Linked DNA regions of Arachis hypogaea: region 2 is linked to region 1. A link is a contact called in public Hi-C data. All regions are on one chromosome and are shown on one strand. Each heading gives the region's core, a stretch centred on a gene start, on an enhancer-like site or on the middle of the called end of the contact. The rest is flanking DNA. Distances are from core to core; before and after follow the strand shown. Region 1 holds the start of LOC112697136. Region 2 overlaps LOC112697138 (a long non-coding RNA gene).

What was found. Hi-C and Micro-C count contacts between places; a contact is called where the count stands out from the background.
Region 2: a Hi-C map of an unstated tissue shows a contact between it and region 1, with 5 times the contacts expected there. The contact joins the enhancer-like site here to the promoter of LOC112697136 in region 1. A contact is called at or near these places in 4 of 8 Hi-C or Micro-C datasets (leaf and an unstated tissue).

Annotation. Positions count from the first base shown.
Region 1 is chr6:100,068,597-100,074,617 of arahy.Tifrunner.gnm2.J5K5, forward strand. LOC112697136 reads left to right here and starts at 2,674. Exons shown (of 11, transcript XM_072197398.1): 1 at 2,674-3,005; 2 at 3,315-3,375; 3 at 4,063-4,239; 4 at 4,576-4,688; 5 at 4,807-4,878; 6 at 4,986-5,045; 7 at 5,137-5,228. The coding sequence starts at 4,237.
Region 2 is chr6:100,155,044-100,161,064 of arahy.Tifrunner.gnm2.J5K5, forward strand. It overlaps LOC112697138 (a long non-coding RNA gene), which reads left to right. Exons shown (of 3, transcript XR_003151081.3): 2 at 145-438; 3 at 571-795. It overlaps LOC140173500 (a long non-coding RNA gene), which reads right to left. Exons shown (of 5, transcript XR_011862533.1): 4 at 5,459-5,673; 5 at 4,734-4,972. Among protein-coding and RNA genes, the nearest start is that of LOC112697138, 4.0 kb to the left of the region's middle. Within about 2 kb of position 2,593, at least 3 of the 3 cell types and tissues checked have open chromatin away from gene starts, as enhancers often do.

The DNA of each region.
Region 1 (6,021 bases), core at 1,424-3,923:
GCTTCTTTACCTGTGGGTGATAAAGCTACAAACTCAGCCTCCATAGTAAAATGTGTAATACATGTTTGTTTCTTTAAGACCCAATTTATTACTCCACCACCTAGGGTGAAAATTCATCATGAAGTGAATTTGTTATTACTAAGATTTGTAATCTAATTTAGGTCGAAATAACTTTCTAAAACTGCTGGATAATCACTATCATATAATTCCAAGTTTATGGTTTTCTTGAGATAACCAAAAACTGTTGTAATAGCTTTTCCAATGTTGATTGCTAGGTTTTTCTGTAAACCTTGATAATTTGTACATAGCAAATGCTATATGAGGTCCGGTACAATACATTGTATACATTAAATTTTTTATAGCACTAGCATATTCTAATTGTGCTATAGGTCTATTTATGTTTTCTTCTAATTTAAAATTAAGATCATATGGTGTATTGGATTCTTTAATTGTGAGATGATTAAACTTTTTCAATACATGTTTGATATAATGAGATAGACTTAAAGTAAAGCCAACTTCATTCTTATGCACCTTTATGTCTAATATTGTATCAACTTCATTCAAATCCTTCATCTTGAATTTAGAAGTTATACTCCTTCATTACACGAATTCCTTCTAAATTTTTTTGATGATTAACATATCATCAGCATATAGACAAATAATTACTCTATAATCTTTAGTAAATTTTGAGTAAATACATTTATCCGTACTATTACGTGAGAATCCATTTAATAACACCATTGAATCAAACTTCTCATGCCATTATTTAGACGATTGTTTTACGCCATACAAAGACTTAATTAATTTACAAACTTTTTTTTATTTTCGGGTAGCACATAGCCTTCCATTGCTCCATATAAATTTCTTCATTAAGATATCCATTTAGAAAAGTTGTTTTAACATCCATTTGATGTATATGAAGTTTGTGAATGGATGCTAATGCTATAAGAGTCCTAATAGAAGTCATCCTTGTCACAAGTGCGTAGGTATCAAAATAGTCTAAACTTTCTTGTTGTCTACACCCCTTGGCTACTAACCTTGCTATATGGGTTTGTAATAAATCATCAGTGTTATACTTTTTTCTAAAAATACCCACTTACATCCTATAGGTTTTGATCTTGAGACCCAAGTATTATTTGATAATATTAAGTCCATTTTATTATTTGTTGCTTCTTTCTAAAAAGTAGAATCCCTTGAAGTCATAGCCTCTTTGAATGCTTGAGGATCACCTTCTATGTTCATTACAATAGGAATCTTGTTTGTCACAAAAATTTTAGTTCCTTCTACCAAAAAGGTGATAGTTTGAGAAGAAATAAAATATGGACCAAAGTTTTTTTCTTTTCTCACTCGCAAACTCTTCCTTGGTTCAATCAATCCTTTGTCGCTTAGACGTTTATTATTTGATTATTTATTTCTTGTGAAATATTAGTATCATTTTAGGATATTCTGAACTAGAAGTTGACTCATTCAAAAATTTATTTCAATAAATTCTACATCTCTTGATTTAACAACTACATCATACACTAAGGCTAATATTCTATATGCTTTAAAATTTTGAGCATATCCTATGAAAGTTCCTTTTATGACTCTTTGGCCCTAATTTGGTTCTCTTTTGATCAAGAACTCGATAAAAGGCTAAACACCCTCATACTTTCAGATAATTCAAATTAGGTTTTCTTTCTTTTCAAATTTCATAAGGATATGACATAATGTCAATAATGCTTCACCCCACAAATTGTAAGATAATTTTACATTTACTAACATTGAATTAACCATATCCACTAAGGTACGATTTTTTCTTTCTACCAAACCATTTTGTTGCGGAAGATTCATGCACAATACTATGTAATTCGCAAAAGTTATCAAATTCATTAGAAAAATATTCTCCACCTCGATCACTACGAAGAACTTTTATTTTCTTATTATACATACTTTCTACTTCCATTTTATATTTCTTAAACATTTCAAAAGCTTCATCTTTATTTCTAAGCAAATATATATATAAATAAATCTAGAACAATCATTAATAAAAGTTATAAAATATATTTTTTCTCCTCTAATAATATTGCTATTTAATTCACAAATATCACTATGAATCAATTCTAATAAATGTGTATTTTTTTTAAATTTAGAAAAATATTTTTTAGTAATTTTGAATTATATGCAAATGTCACATTTCTTATTAAAATCCTTGTTACTAAAATCTATATATATATATATATATAATTGATTTATAATTTAAGTGTGCTAATCTACTATGCCAAAAATCACAAGAATCAATAATATACAAAGAAATATTCACTTTATTAATACTAAGTCTTCAGTACAATATCCTTTTTCTATGAATACATCATTCTTGAGTAAGATCACTTTATCGAATTCCATTACAATTTATATCCTTTCTCACTACTAGAAAATTAGTTATTACAAACGGATATTTCCGACGGATTTTATCCCACGGAAATACAGACAGAATTTCAGAGAGATTTTTTTGTTGGAAAACAAAAAAAATGAATTAGCATAAATTACAGACGGAAAATAAAATCCGTCGATAATTCTGTCGGTAAAATTAATTTATTTTCGTAGGAAATAGTTACAGACGGAAAATTCGTCTGTAATTAAATAGACAAAATGCTACATTTTATTAAATTATTACAGACAGAAAATCTGTCTGTAATTTAAACTTTTCCGTCGAAAATATTAGAATAAGGAGGTAGGTTCCCGAAACTTCCAATGGTTCATTTCACTTTTTCACGTTTTCCTTACTCCCTGCCTTCTCTCTCCGTTGAAGATGTGACGTCCTCCGCTATCACCGCCGTCGCGGCTCACGTCACACGAGCTCCCTCCGTCGCCCTCATCGCGTTTGCTCCCTTCGTTGCCATCGTCGTACGACCTCTCTCCGCCGTGCTCTTGTCTTACGAGCTCCTTCCGCGCCGCTCTCGTCGCTGCTTCTTCTCTCCTCGCCGGAGGTTTGTCATCATCTCTTCTCATCGCCGTTAGTTCAGGTAGGCATCCGCCTCCTTCTCGTCCATATCCCTAACCCCTTCCATTGTGATTCTATTCTGATTTCATTATCCCTAGCCCTAGCCCTGTCCCTTCCCTGTTGCTGCTGCTAATTTCATAGAAAAAATAAAAATAATACTAATTAACTTCATTCATTTTTTAATTTGTTGAGATATTGAGATCTGTTCTTAATTAACTTAAAATTACTGTTAAGTTTCTACAAATCTGTTGAGATATTGAGATATTGAGATCTGCAATAGTTGGTGCTGTCCGCTCTAGCTACTTACATGCGTTGTTTGATGTCTTTGCAGAAGTAAACCTTCTGCAGAAAGTTTCGGCTATTGTTCATGGAAACTTGAAGCTCTCCGAGAGGTAATTCTTGATAAGGAACCATGCTTTTTAACCCTCCTTTCTTATTTGATTCTACACTTAAATGTCAAAGGAACAGAAATTGAACAAGTCCTTTCAGGAGGAGCTTAAAATATTAAAGTTGGATAGAGACAAAGTGAGTTTATATTATATATATTTTGTCATTGTAACTGAAGCATTCTTTTGCTCACCGTGAGATAAAATGAATCATTCTGTTTGTAGTTATACTATGGGGAGGTCATAATTTAAAATTAGATAGAGCTATTAATTGAGATAAAACAACTATACATGGCATTTCACTGTGCTGTACAGTTGGAGATTTCTTCTGTATTTGATACTTTTATCATTGTTTTATTGCTGAGTGCTGACAATGATTTAGCTCACTATAAAGTTGTAAAATAATCTCTTAGAAGTTCATCATAAATTGTTCTTTCTTACACTCTAAAGTCTTATATTGCAATAGGACTACTGACAAGGATCACACTGATTTACTTGCAATCTTCTCTAATGCCATGGGTGTTTATTAGTTTTTTGTTAGCTAAACTCATCATATTATTGCATGGAAGACATCTATGGATTATTCTTTTCCTGGTCAGGTGATAATGGCATGGCAGGTTAAATTCAGGCTTTGAAAGTAAAAAATTGTGCTGGAATTATGGGTTATGAAACAAGGATCTCATCTTTTGATAGGTTGTTGGTATTCAAGGGCATAATCCTAGTGGGCATTGCTTAGTTGCATCTAAATTGGTAGATTCTATACTACCTACCTCTGTTGCTGATGATAAGGATTTGAATCCAGCAAAGAAGCTTGCTATTGATAAAAGTCAACCAATTGATATTACTTCTAAAAAGACAGAGTTGTCCATGGTATTTACTCTACTCGTTTCTTAGTCATTGGCTCTGTTATAAAATTATATTATGCACTAGGTTCCATTTTTGGTATTTTGGTAAAATTTTATAGAATTTTACTATCATTTCTTTTTTAACAATGACAAATTACTAACATTTTAATTAGCCAAGCCAAAGTATGGTTATAAGGCAGTCATGTGAAGCAAAACCTTGTAGCTATTTATTTACTTGCATTTTGACGCATATTATAGATTTTAAAAGATCTCATGTTCTTTTTAAAAATAATTTTGTGATAATATGAAGAATATTTATGTCAATAATTTGTATTATACACATGCTCTTGGTGCGTAACAGATTATTGCAGCAGGCCCTTTTACAACAACAGACAATTTATTTTTTGAGCCCCTTGTAGAATTTAGTGGCGAGATACCGAATTCTTTGGGAGGCCTCAAGAACCTGAATTATTTGTAAGTTACTTATGTTACAGATTCTAACTGTTCAAAGTATTGTGTTTGATACTTATTTCTATTCGGACTTATGAAATTTGGTTTCTTACTCCATTTAATGTGTTCTTGTTGGTGCTAGGCGGTTGAATAATAACAGCCTTACAGGACCGTGTCCTCAGTCTTTAAGCAACATAGAAGGTTTAACACTTGTGTAGGTCTTTGTTACCTTGGCATTAATGTTATCTTTTCCTTATAAAACTAATGATTTCTAGGTATAAAATTGAATACTAACTGTAATGAATTGAAAAATATATGTAGAGACCTCTCCTACAATAATCTGAGTGGTTCCTTGCCAAGAATACCAGCAAGAACATTAAAGTAAGATCATCTAACGTTTCTAGTTAAATGTTGACTTTAGCTCTTTTATTGATGCATGAATAGATAAATGATATTAGCTTATACCTTTCAGTTTAGTGCTTCAAACAAATCAAGAGCTTGATCATGATGAAAAGCTAAGTTTCCGACATCAGATGGGTCCACCTGTGGCCAATTCTCCACCTGGTAGGTTTCTAAGCTATTGAATATCCTTAATGATGTTGGTATCTCTGGCTACCACCGCTTTAATTTACACTATTGATTGTTATTATTATTACTTTTATTATTTAAGCTTTTTGTACTTATTATTTTTTACTCCTCTGTTGCTCTGTTTCGGACTCACTCATCACTATCATTGTTGATTACTAGTGTCTGTGTGTGCTTAATTAATAGATAGGATGATAGTCGTCTATAGAGATTAGAGGATCATTGGTGCAAACTGAAAAGTGATAGATGGCGAGGTCATTTAAAAAGTGCATGATGCTTTGTTGTACCGGCAAGATTTTCTTGGTATGCTACTTAATTATTATTACTCTTGAAGTCTTGAACACGTTCTATTTTTCAGCTTCCAAAATCATACTATCATATCATATATTAGCTTCTGCATAATATATACTAATTGATTGAAACAATGATCCTTCTTGTGTGCTTAATAATCCTCTTGTAGTACAATACAACTAACTAGGGTAGGTTTCAACTAGTTTGCCTCTATATGTATATATTCCTAATTTACAATACTAATTGAACCACTAAATTAAACCCACTATTGATATAATAAAGTTCAATTATTATTAAACTAAGTATGTAATTATTTATGTTAGTCAGTCCCAACATTAAACTAAGTATGCAAACCCAGCATTCTACGTGTGCATGCAATTTAAATTATTTTGTATTATTCAATATATAGTAGGATTTTCTTTCAATTTATCATTTTATTAATATTCACATGGAAAGGTTAGCTAATTGTTGTAATCAAGTT
Region 2 (6,021 bases), core at 1,343-3,842, 86 kb after region 1:
CTTCAAAATAATATCTGTCACATGTTTTGCCAACTGTTTGTTGATCCAGAAAAAATAAAAATAAATTGTCCACATTTTGTGTTGTTAATGTGCTATATGATATAAGATCACATGCTTAGTGTGAAGTTGGTAATTTAATTGCAGGTTCTGATTAATACAACTTTGTGGCACTCACCCAAAAGTGTAGTTTTTGCTACGACTTTAGGAGATGGAGAACAAACAAGATGGTGTAAGCAATGGTGATGGTGATGTACTACATGACATTGAAAATGAAGGTATATTGTTGGATGGGAAGGGCAAAATTCGGAGGAATTGGTCGGAGTTTTCGGAAAGGAACATGTCATATTCAGAGCCACTGCTTGTTAAAAGGACTAACACAACCTCCCAGATTGCTATAATTGGTGCCAACCTCAGCGCTATTGAAAGCCTTGATTATGAGTAAGCCAAATTAGAAATTTCACTTCTGATTGAGTACATCTTGGTGTAGGAATTGTTCTCCTTATATTATTATTATTATTATTATTATTATTATTATTATTATTATTATGTAACTGTTTTTTTTTATTTCAGGTTGGTTTACATTAAGAATTTTAGCTATTTTGTTGGAGAAGACACCATAACTTTACTATCAGTTTAATGACAATTTATTTTTATTCAGTTGTGTTGATTGTTGAACTATTAAATTTCTTTAATTGTCGTATTTGAATTCTGTTGTCGTTAAATTTCATTAGATCAAGACTTTGTTAGTTATTGTATATTTTTGTTTGTCGATTTCAATGTTATGACTTTGCATAATAGTATGGTAGTATTTTTTTTGAATTGATTGTAAAAATCGAACAAACCGAACCAAACCAAACCGATTTTAATTGGTTTGGTTTGGTTTGGATGGTCTTGACAAAAAAATCGAACCAAACCGAACCACAGTTTAATTAGACGATCGGATCGGATGACTTTTCCCTCAAAAACCGAATCAAACCGCACCGCGAGGAGCGGCGGCGCTACCTTCCCTTCCAGATTCTCTTTCTTCCCTCCCCCCCACCCACCTTTCCTTCCCGATTATCTTTCTTCCCTCCCTCCCCCCATTCTCTTTCTTCCCTCTCCTCTCTTCCCTCCCTCCCCCATTCTCTTTCTTTCCTCACCCGCTTCTCTTTCCTCCTCTCGTCGTTCCCTTTCTTTTTTTACTTTATAATTTTTTAGAGAGGAGTAATTTGATAATAAAAAAAATTTTGGTAAAAAAGATAATTTTAAAATAAACTAAAACCTTTAGGATCATTTTGTAACCAAAAAAAGACTGAGAACGAAATAAATTTTCGACCTCTACATCAACCAAAATTGTATTGACATCATCATATTTTTAATCACTATGAGGAAATAATTGTTTAAGAGGAATTCACTTCCATCATATTGATTGACATTAACATTAGATATAACATCAACATTGGTGGACATTTTGTTAGAAAGAAAAAATAATGTCATAATTAATAATAGTAGCAAAGGAAAGCCACAAAATTTAGAAGCACAAAAAAAAAGGTTTACAAAAATTATGCAAAAATGAAAACAATTCAAAATGAATGGTTTTATTCAGGACTGTCAACGGTAAAGTTTCTTTCTAAATTAATTGGGGCTAGGAGGGAGAAATCAAAGCCTACTTGAACAAATAGTAATGGTGATGACCACACAAAACTAAGCAGCAATAATAGCACTAAGCTTAAAAGCGACAACTAAGTGATGAAAAAAAAAAACCGAAGAATTTGAGAGGGTCACAATATTTTATCGTTGAATTTTGATGATTAATAAATTTAAATATAATTTAATAAATTTTATTAAATATTAGTTAACATTTGTTCAAATGTAAAATATATTAAAATATTTTTCTTAAGTAACATAAAAAAATTAGATATCTTTTAAACTTAAAATAGTCTAAATATCAAAAAATATAATCTCAAAAGCATTTTAACTATCTCAGAAACAACCTAGCATATCTTAGAATTCGAGTGTCTCATTTTTAGTTACAAACCACTGAAGGCAAAAAAATATTTACTTCATAAAGCCATTAACAAAACTCACGTTTTGGCTTCAACATTTAAATTTGAATATGCTTAAAAAACTAAACCGTTTAAAAAAGCTTTCTCTCTCATCTATAGAAAGTATACTTTGAAGCTACTAAATATGAGAATTTTTAGGAATATTTTTACCATCACCATATTTTTAGGAATAATGAGACAAATATAGAAAATAGGTTTTTAATAGATTTTAATTACAATAAAAATGCAAAAATACTATGCCTACATGCTAAAATTTTATATCTAATTTATATAATTAAAACTTAAAGTGGTTCAAGTGTTCAACTAGCTAGTAACTTACAGATTAAACAATAATCCTATTGTCTTGATGGAATTTTTTTTTTGGGTGGTATCTTGATGGAATTTTTATTGGCTTGGTTTTGATAAGTATGCGGGAGCCTCACACACATACCCAAGAAAAAAAAAGGACTTGGAGATGAGTCATTTTTTTATATATAATACTCAACTTGAAATGGGGAAGCTATAAGCAAAAGCAAAATGCAGTGTCTATCCAAAATCAATAACAAAAACGTTGGTAGTGTGCTGTACATCGTAACACAAAAGAAGCCCAAGAGAGAGTGTGAACGGCCATATTCGATGGCAAAGTATTTCATGAAACTCTCACAAAGTTTTATCAAATGAATCTGTTTAAAATATTTAAAATTTGTCCTATCTCACTTTTCTATATTTATGGATCGGAAATAAAATGCTTAACAATTTTTTATCAGCCTCTTCTTCATGGTTGAGGTTAAGCGAAAAAAAAATCTTTTAACTCAGAAGAATATTAGCCTTTGCACTAAGTCATTAAGATTAGTGTGTTCTCAATTTTGAGTCTAATTTTTAAATTGTGTAAAATGTGGATAAAATAGAGTATGGTGAGAATTACAACCATGATAAAGAAAGGTTGAAGGGGTCGTTAATAAATTTTTAAGAGTTTTGTTCCCAATTTATAAATATTTTAGTCAACTCAATTTGATAGAACTTTTTATAAGAGTTCCATCAAATACTTTGCCTAGATAGATATCACCTTTTGACCAGAAAAAGAAAAAAGAGAGATATGACAAAAGGTCGCAAGTTAGCAACTACTGAAATTATGCAGTTGCAATTGAGGCTTGGTATAAATAGAATATATTTAGGCCTTTCATCAAGTTACTTCTAGAATTGAATCCAAAGAGTAGAAAATATGAACCGTTTCTAGTGTGTATGAGTGTATAGTGTAAGATTTAAAAAAAAAAGAATTATGCAATTATTTATTTATTTATCTTTTAGTTTAATGCTTTTCTTAGAAGTCATAGTTCTAAGAATTTTATTTTTTAAATTGTTGAATATGAGTTTATAAGGTAGAATAAACTAAATAAATAGTTGTCATAAGTTAAAAGTAGGGTTCAGTACGATTTTAGTCTCTAAGGTATAGGTCAGAAATTTGATTTATCTTCAATCTTTTTTTGCATACAAAATCTTCTCTAAGGTTTAATTTGGTTTGAAAATCGTTCTTAACTTAAGGACCAAAATCATACAGAAGTGGTGGCAGAGAGGCAGAGGTGGATTGTGAACAGTTTCTTCTTTTTTTCTTCCCCTTTCTTCTTCTTCCCTTCTCCCATTACAGGAGTAAAAACACTCTCTTTCTCTTATTTTTTTTATTTTATAATTTTTTTGTTATGGATAATTTAGTCCAAAATTTTAATATTTAAGTAAACAGTGTGAAAATTAGTAAAGCTAATTTATAAAAAAATAAATAAATAATCACTAAATAAAATGAAAGGTAATAACTAATCCTAGTTTATAACCTTAGAATTTTAATGGTTGAAAAAGAGAAAAATTATATACCTCTAATTGACAGATGGTTCATATTGAAGACACTCACCTATAAATTGAGTTTTTCTTTAATTCATTTCAATCATATCATCTAGATAGAATAACATAATATTTCTTTGAATAGTTTTATCCTATATATGTAGAGAGAAGTGTGTTCTCCTTTTATTAAGAGAAAATGTTATTGTAGCCACCTTGTGATAGAGAGAAGTTGTAATACTCAAAGAAAGTTATTCAATTGTTTTTATATTTTATACAAATTTCTAATTTTTTATTTTTATATTTTGCTGTGTCATTTGTCTGGTACCTAACAAAAAGAATAATTTTAAAACTTAGTTTTAAACCTTAGAGACGATTTTGTATGAAAAGAAAAGGTTAGGGACGAAAAAAATTTTCAACCTATATTTTAGGGACCAAAATTGTACTTAACCCTTAATCAGTTTGCAAATATAGTTAACAACATTTTGACTATAATTACATTATATTATAAAAACTAAATGGTTGGGGTCTGATGTTCAGCTTGCTAATGTTATCCAGAAGGATGTTGTCTGCTGAAGATTGTTAAGTTCTTCTACTTGTAAACTATTTTTTTCTCTTTTTCTTGGTATTTATACGGGGTTTAGAACAAAAAAAAATTACAAACTACATCACAATCCTTTGGAGTATTCAAACTCCTCTAGCATCATCACCAATAATTTGCACTAATTCTCTAGGAGGTTTATAACACCCTAACTACCAAAGTTCACGCTTCCGGCTGCGCAACTCTGATAGCTCGGACATTACGACGACACTTATACTATTTAATACTAAAATATGAGCCTGTTTAAAACTTTAAACCGCAATACTGTTCCAGAATACTTTCGTTCGACAATGTACGTCCATAGATACCATATAACTTACAAAAACTCTTAAAAGATACATCCATATATATACATACATATATATAAATAATATTACAAACATTAACCAATACAATTCCTATCCCTCTTACAGAATATATCAAGATAAAAGCGAGGGTACAATAAATAATAACTATGGCCATACAGAGCATCACAACAATAACTAAATAAATTCTTCGTAACTTCTGCGCCCATACCCTGAAAGGGGAAAAATGTAAGGGGTGAGAACATCATCCTCGAAAGGGTTCTCAGTAGAGGGTTTTTGGGAATTACTGTAATAGGATACGTGAAGATAAACCGTACCAATGATTAATAACCGTCTTATGCCTCTTTTCAAAAACAACGGTTTACAATAAAAGAGAAATCTGAAATCCTTTTTCGAAAAAGGAACCATTCAATTCTCAAAAACTCAAAAGTCTTTCAAAACGGTTTATCTATACCGAACCAAAATAGTCTTTCATATTTTATTCCAAACCAGAAACACAAAACCAAAATCAACCATCGGTTCATCTTATTCCAACCACGGCCCTATGCCCAAACAATCCAACCACAATCAATCCACCACAATCCAACAGAGTTCCAGATGCAAACACAAGTAGGAAGATACAAACACAAACAAACAGTTATTGCAAGTAGAACAATTAGCAGATAATCACATAGGCAAACCAAGTACAATATGCATACCCAAACAATGTCACATAGATGCATATGATGCATGCCTGTCCCTAGTGGCTGATGATATCATCTGTCGGTTACCAAGCCAACCCGACGTGTCCGGTAGCTAACCCGGACACAGTCTCTCTGTTGTGCATTAATATCATTAGAAGGTATCTGCGCCCTGTCGCCATTAGAGGGTATCTGCGCCCTGTCACCATTAGAAGGTATCGTGCCCTGTAACCCTTACAACCAGAGAGAAAACACAAGCATACTCACTTACGACATTCATCTCAGCAATTCGGCTTAAATTCATAATTCATTCAATTGCATACATGCATATATATTCAACCATGGAGCACCATCCATCTCAGCCATCCGGCTCACAGTTCAATCCAGAACCAACCAACTTATCAATAAATACAGCCCTTCGGCTTAAATTCATAATTCATAATCAGCCATACGGCTCACAACTCATTCGGCAGTCAGCTATAGTTCAATAGCATACACAGCCATTCTGGCTTATAACAAAAATAGCACTTCCACCATTCAACATCATCAAATTCATAAAATCGGCATTTAAGCCATAAATC